Linked DNA regions of Rattus norvegicus: region 2 is linked to region 1. Evidence: chromatin contacts called from public HiChIP or PLAC-seq data. All regions are on one chromosome and are shown on one strand. The core of a region is the stretch at or near the end of the contact, and the rest is flanking DNA. Distances in the headings are between cores, read along the strand shown.

What was found. HiChIP or PLAC-seq counts read pairs in DNA pulled down with a chosen protein or histone mark.
Region 2: an H3K27ac HiChIP or PLAC-seq map of oligodendrocytes shows a contact between it and region 1, with 15 times the contacts expected there. The contact joins the promoter of Dusp10 here to the enhancer-like site in region 1. A contact is called at or near these places in 10 of 12 Hi-C or Micro-C datasets (the A7r5 cell line, the Rat2 cell line, Schwann cells and 6 more) and 1 of 1 datasets of contacts at active chromatin or transcription factors (oligodendrocytes).

The regions. Positions count from the first base shown.
Region 1 is chr13:97,616,779-97,620,045 of GRCr8, forward strand. No RefSeq gene overlaps it. Among named protein-coding and RNA genes, the nearest start is that of Hhipl2, 32 kb to the left of the region's middle. Within about 2 kb of position 1,698, at least 17 of the 93 cell types and tissues checked have an H3K27ac peak or open chromatin away from gene starts, as enhancers often do.
Region 2 is chr13:98,144,141-98,147,407 of GRCr8, forward strand. Dusp10 (dual specificity phosphatase 10) reads left to right here and starts at 1,753. Exons shown (of 4, transcript NM_001105734.1): 1 at 1,753-1,867.

The DNA.
Region 1 (3,267 bases), core at 448-2,947:
TCGGACCGTTAGAAATCTCACAGTGAGGATCTGGGTGGTGCTGTACAAACTGGCTTTATGATTGGGCCTTAACAATGGTCACTAATGTTCAGACAGGTCATAGGCTGGGAATGTGACGTGTTGGAGAAGTACAAAGCTTAACCCCCGAATCACACTCCAGATGGTTCCTGTTGAGCAGGACGGGCATGGCCAATAATCGCCCACATTTCAGAGATGGGTGAATAGTGCTCGGAAATGCTGAGGTGGGGCCCACGGATGCAGGAGGAGCTGACTGGGGAAAGGTAAATAAGTGACTGGGAGGCATTAACTGTCTAGTTTTAGGTACAAATGAGGTGGTTGATGAGATATGGTTTGAGTGAGAACTTCCTCCACAGGCTTAGAAATTCGAACACTTGCTCTCCAGTTGGTGGGACTGTTTGGGAAGGTTTAGGAGGTGTGGCCTGTTGGAGGAAATAGGTCACTGGGGGTGGGCTTTGAGAGTAAAAATGCCTTGCCTACTTCCTGTTTACTCTTTGTGCCTGCAGTTTGAAGATGTGAGCACTCAGCTTCCTGTTCTGGCCACCAAGCCTGCTGCTTGCTGCTATATCTCCTGCCAGGACGGATTCTTATCCCTCTGGTGCTCTGAGTGCAAATAAATGTTTCTTTCCATAAGTCGGCTTGGTCATGGGATTTTCATCACAGCCATAGAAAAGTATCTAGTACATATGTCTACTCCCACAAAGGCCTAACATAATCCTGAGAGTCTCACAGAGATAACTCCTCATCGTCCAAATGCTTGCTATGTTCCAGGAAGCTCTCTGGGTGTGAGGAGTTAGATCACTCAGAGCTCAGAGGATGTCTCCCATGCCCAGTGGTCTTAACAGGTTCTGGGAGGGCCCTATGATAATGGCTGAATCTGATGCCATCCATTTCAGGGTAGCTATGCTATTCTCTGTCACTTCTGGCCTCACCTGGGTGGCAAGTGCTGTCCCTGGGCATTCCAAGGTATGTCTTAACCCATCACCCATTTTTTTTTTTATCTCTCTCCAGTAGAGAGCTGCAGTTCCCAGAGTTGGCGTGAGGTCATAATCCTACACAAGCTTCTCAATGTGTGACTCTGAGCAAATGGTTCTTTAAAAAAAAAGCATCACACATTTCCTTTTTAGAATTATTTATGTATTTGCCTATCTATTTATGTGTGTCTGGATGTGAAGGTCAAATGACAACCCAACAGAGTCATTTCTTATCTTCCACCAGGTGGGTCCAGGGGACTGAACTGTAATGACCAAGTCCTGGAAGGATATGACGGTACCCTCTGAGCCACCTAGGCAGCCCCCAGAAGATGGTTCTTCACCCCAAGGTAATAACCAGCTGCCTCGTTGGAGCCAGGTGGCTGCAGTCAGGAGTGGAGGAACACAGCTGGAGGAGCAAGGAGCAGTTGTAAGGATGTGGGAGCCAGGAGAGGTTAACTCTTTCTCTCACAGCTCCCGATCTCCGACACATCCAGCCCTCTGGGCTGACATCCTTAGGTTTTTATATTTTGACTGAGCAGCAGGATTAAGTGTGCCATCAGGTAGGAGACAGGACTGGAGGTGAGTCGGCTGACATTCTCATCTGCATGCAGGGATAAACCGTCCTTGAAGCTAATCCACAAACTAAGGCACAGAGCTATTAGGCAGAACTCTAAGCAAGGGCTTTATTGGACAAAGCGTCTGCGGTGGCTCTTCATGCCCGATAGTTTTGGAAGGACGGCTGTGCATATTAATCCCTTCCCTTGGCAGACCGAAAACCCCTTGCAAGCAGAATCAGCCTGTTTTGCAACTTGCCAGGATCTGATGAACTGAAGCCATGATCATAAGATTCATTTTGGAGGGTTAAGCTACAGCTTTCGGGGAGCCCAGGACCTCCTCTGACTGCTGTTTCTCTTCTGGATCGAATGTCCTTGTTCTCTGTTTCTTTCTTTGGCCACAGGCAATGGGAGTCTTCAGTTTGCTTCTATACAGGGCCGTGGGAAATTAGTCGAAACGACTGAAAAGCTCTCCACGGCCACAGCTGGCACAAGAGCCCTTACTGAATATTAGTTTGGAGGAGGCTCATCAACTCAGACAAGTTCCCCCTGTACTTATTTATTTTTGGCTTAGTTCTTTTCAGAAGAGCAAGTGCTGGAGACATCGACAGACGTGTGAGCCATTAGGGTTTCAGCGGGAATGTCCCCACAGGTTCCCACGTTTGAGCATTTGCTTGCCAGATGGTGGCACTGTTTTGGGATGTTGTGGGTCTTTTGGGAGGTGGAGCCTAGCTGCAGGAGGCAGATTTCTGGGGGATGGGCTTAGCTCGGGGTCCCATTTCTGTGCTCATTTCAACTCGATGATCTGACCGAGAACAAGCAGCCTCATGCCCCCACCAGCAATGGCACTGATCACTGCCTGCCTTCTCTACCATGATGGACTTGAACATCATACCATGATCCAGGAGAAACTCTTTCTCCCCTAGGTTGCTTCTTTTAGATACCTGTTCCCAGCAATAGAACAGTGAGGGTGGCTGGGGGTGGGGTGCTAATGCTGGGGTCTATGTTAGAAGGAAGGGAGAGTTGGCATGTTGGCCTTTTGTCTTGGAGCAGGGATGTGTTTGGGTTTAACTCTTGGTGACGGTTCTCCTAAAGGAAAGCAAAGTCCATTCGGGAAACTAACAGTGAACTGTTACAATCTCACCCACTACCCCTAAGTGCTATTCTGTGATGAGAAGTCTGTGCTTGTAGTGGTTTGGAAAGCCTGGAGACTTCTAGGAGAATCACAGTTCATATGACAGTAAGTTAAAAGTTCTGGGTTCTCCTGGCTGTAGTCATACAGGCGTTTAATCCCAGCACTCAAGGTCTCTATGAGTTCCAGGCCGGGGGAGGCTATCTAACCATCTTATTTCCGGTTCCTGAGAGTGCTGGGATCATAGACACTTGCTAACAGGCCAGGCTTCAGTTAGCTGAACCAAGGGTTTTTCTTATTTGATTGTAAACATGTTTTTACCATTTTCTTTTTCTTTTTTTTTTTTACACAAACAGCACCTATATTTGGAGAAATTGAGTTAAAATAAGGGAAAGTAGTACAAATTGAACTTCTGCAGGTACCTAGCCAGGTACTTTATAGATGTCACCTTCTGTGTATTACTTTCCCAAGTGTATTGGCCTGTTTTGTGTCAACTTGACACAAAGCTAGAGTCATCAGTGGAAGGAGCCTCCATTGAGGAAATGCCTCCATGAGATCCAGCTGTAAGGCATTTTCTCAATTAGTGATC
Region 2 (3,267 bases), core at 503-3,002, 530 kb after region 1:
AATACACACAGCCTAACTCTTCCACTAGCCGGACTGTTAATCCTCAAAGATCTAAGGACCAAATGCTGTGACCTGGACACTCATGTGCGGACATTCAAGTATGGGTGATGTGGTCAGAATGGAGCTACAGAAAATCCTTTTGCAACACCAGTGTGCACTTGTGTACAAGTACTGAACTCCAAGGGAGATCATGCTAAATTGACCGAGATAGCCAGCTAAGTTGACGGTTGGACATCTTCTGATCACAGATCAACACATCAATGGTGAAAGAATGGCGTCTAAAGTCTGCTTTCAAACACCTCCCATCATTAAGAACGACTGAACCTTCCACAGAGCTGATAATGTTTTATTTCGCTTCAATTACTTCACATTTTGGTGGTCTTCTCTGAGCTAGAAGGGGGTAGGGTATAAAAAGCTCTATTGCTTTAGGATTCTTTGATGCAACTTCGTCACAGTTCATCTGGGCTTTTCCACTCCTTTGAATTCCAGAGTCACTCTTTTGCACCTTCCCTGATACTTTTCTGGCAAGGCGCTGGCAGGCTTGCCCAGCTTCCCACTTCTCTTCAGCGGACACATGCCACGACCATCTACTCCTCTGATGGACAAAGTTCGGGGAGCCGGGAGAGCTGGCGTGGGCCCTTCCATGCTCCTCAACCGCCGCTCATTCTGGCTGTACACCCCGAGCTCCGGCTCCTTCCCTCCAGCGCTTGCTGTTCCAGCCTGGCGCTCCTTGGCTCGCCGAGGGCCCTGCGCCACTGGGGGCCGGGGGCGGCCCAGCACCGGGGGACGGATGTATTGCGGGTTCCAAAACAACACGGCAGGGGAGGCGGCCGAGGAGGACACTGAGACTGGGGTGGGAGGAGGAGGTCGGTGCCGGGGCTGAGGGGTTTGAGGAGAGTTCGGAGGGCCCGGCCACGCCCAGCTCTGCGGGACGGCGCCCACGCTGCCGCTCAGCACGGGCCCCCACTGGCTGCCCGCACAGAGCCAGGCGTCCTCCTCCGTGTAGTTCTCTGGGGTGCAGCTTTCGGGTTCGGAGTCGGGCTCCTGAGAACAGACTGGGGACGGCGGAGGAGTGACAGGGGCACAGAAGTAGGGGAACAGAAGCACCGCGCGCAGCCGCCGCGCAGGAGAGCAGTAAGGTAGCCGGAGGGGCAGCGACATCTGCGGGCCGGGCCAAGCGGGGCTACGGGGAGGCCGGCCCTGTGCACGCTCACGTCCCGCGCGGCGCAGCTACAGCCATGGAGGGACCCTGTTTCGAGTCGTCTCTGGCCTCGGGAAAGTTGGACGGGCACTCTGCCTGGAATCAAAAGGTGGAAAGGAGACCCCGTGAGGCTGTGTCCGCACCAGGGGGCAGGGAAGGGTCAAAAGAACCAGTTTCAGCCAGAGCGACCAGAGCAAGCCATTGACACTTCAGTCCCGGGAAGGGTTAACCGCGTCCAGCTGCCTAGGTTTACATGTAAATAGAGAGCCGCTGCTCCAAGCGGGCCCGGGCTAGCACTTTTAAGTTTTTGATTGGTTGCCAATGACATCACCACCCGCGTTCTAACACACCAAACCCACAAGCGCGTCCGAGCCGGCCTCCATCCCAAGGCGAGGCCTCGCCCCTTTCTCCACCCTCCTTGGCCTCCTATTGGTCAGAGACCACTGTGATGTAGCGGGCGGCTGTCTCTGGGTCCTCACTGGCGCATTGTGCTGTCGCTCGGAGTCAGCCCCGCCTCCTCCAAAGCTTACATTTACGCTGTAGCAAAAGAGAAAGTAACTCTGTGTTGCTGCTGGGGATCAATGAAGCTGAGTGAATGGGGGCGCACTGCGCGAGCGCATAGCTGAAGCGGGCGCCAGATGGTAGAGGGCTACGCTTATTGATGAAGTAAGTGGAAGACATTACGGTCACTCAGAGCTGGAGGGCGGAAGGTTTTGTGTGTGTGTGTGTGTGTGTGTGTGTGTGTGTGTGTGTGTGTGTGTGTGTGAGAGAGAGAGAGAGAGAGAGAGAGAGAGAGAGAGAGAGAGGGGACTGAGACAGAGAGAGATAGACAGAAACAGAGACAGACCCACATCAGGCAAGGAAGATCCTAAGATTTAGGTTTTTGGGTCTGTTTGCCCTGGAATGAAGGGGGAAATGAGTTTTGGTTTGGTTAAGGTGCTTTATGGCAGTTTTCAAAGCCCAAGGCTTTGCTGATGCTCTGTGGTTGCATGGAAGAGAGATGCTACGTACCCCAGGAGTGGGGAATTTTTTCTTCAGTCCATGTTAGTGATGGAAGGGAGATTAGCAAGAAAGCGGGTAGGGGGGTAGTGCTATTTTTTTGTGGGAGGTTTCCCGGGCCAAACCGGATGGGTTTGGAGCTATCTGCTGCAAGGATGCAGATCTCCGTGCACTCTGCCTGTGTGCGAGCAGCACAGTGTAGAGGTACGGGTCCCAGCCTGTGTCTCTGGAAAGTCGTTCCTGGGTCCCCCTCCTAGGGAATGGGCTACTGATCCTGGATGTCCCTACCAGGTAGCACAATAGCAAAGACTTTGTCTGCATTTATGGTCCAGCCGAGACACAGTTACAGTTTCTGGAATAGTACTCGCTATGAAAAAAAAAAATACTACGCAAAGGAGGCAGGGAAAGAGGGAGGGAGGGATCCTTTGCTCCCAACCAAAGGTGGGTGAGAGAAACCGGAGTCAGTGGGGATATGCCTACACGGGTGGGTACGTGCTCCTGGGTGCGCGTGTGTGGATTTTCGCTGGTGACAATTTGGCTCGGTCTCAGAGAACAGTGCCGGTCATGAATAGACCGATGATTCTTGATGTTTTTCCAGACAGCTCTTAAAGTTCCTTTAGATGAGTGGCTTTTGCTTGGGGTTTGATTTCTCTATTAGACGAGTCAGAATTGCTATGTTATAGAGTGGCCTTCTGCCTGGGGGGAGGAGGTAAGTGACCCATTGCAGGCACCCTTGGAGGAGGCAGAGGTAACCCCTGTGGGCACTACTTCCTCGCTTCCCAATTAGCCTGTCTGTAGTAAAGGGACAAGTGAGGTGGCTCTCATCTTTGCTGTTTCCAAGAAGAATATCAGTACAGGACTGAGACATTTTTTACAAGTTCCCACTCCCATGGAGATGTAAAGTCTGCACTGCACTACCCAGGTGAAACTCAAGGGCCCCCCCTTTTTGCATAGGGGCACAGCACAGAGAGGGGTAAGGACAAGTGGGGTCACAGAGGAATGGGTCATGGGCCAGTTTCGGTTGGAGTTCGCAGACCTGACTCCCTTGGCCACTTGGTTTTTGGACA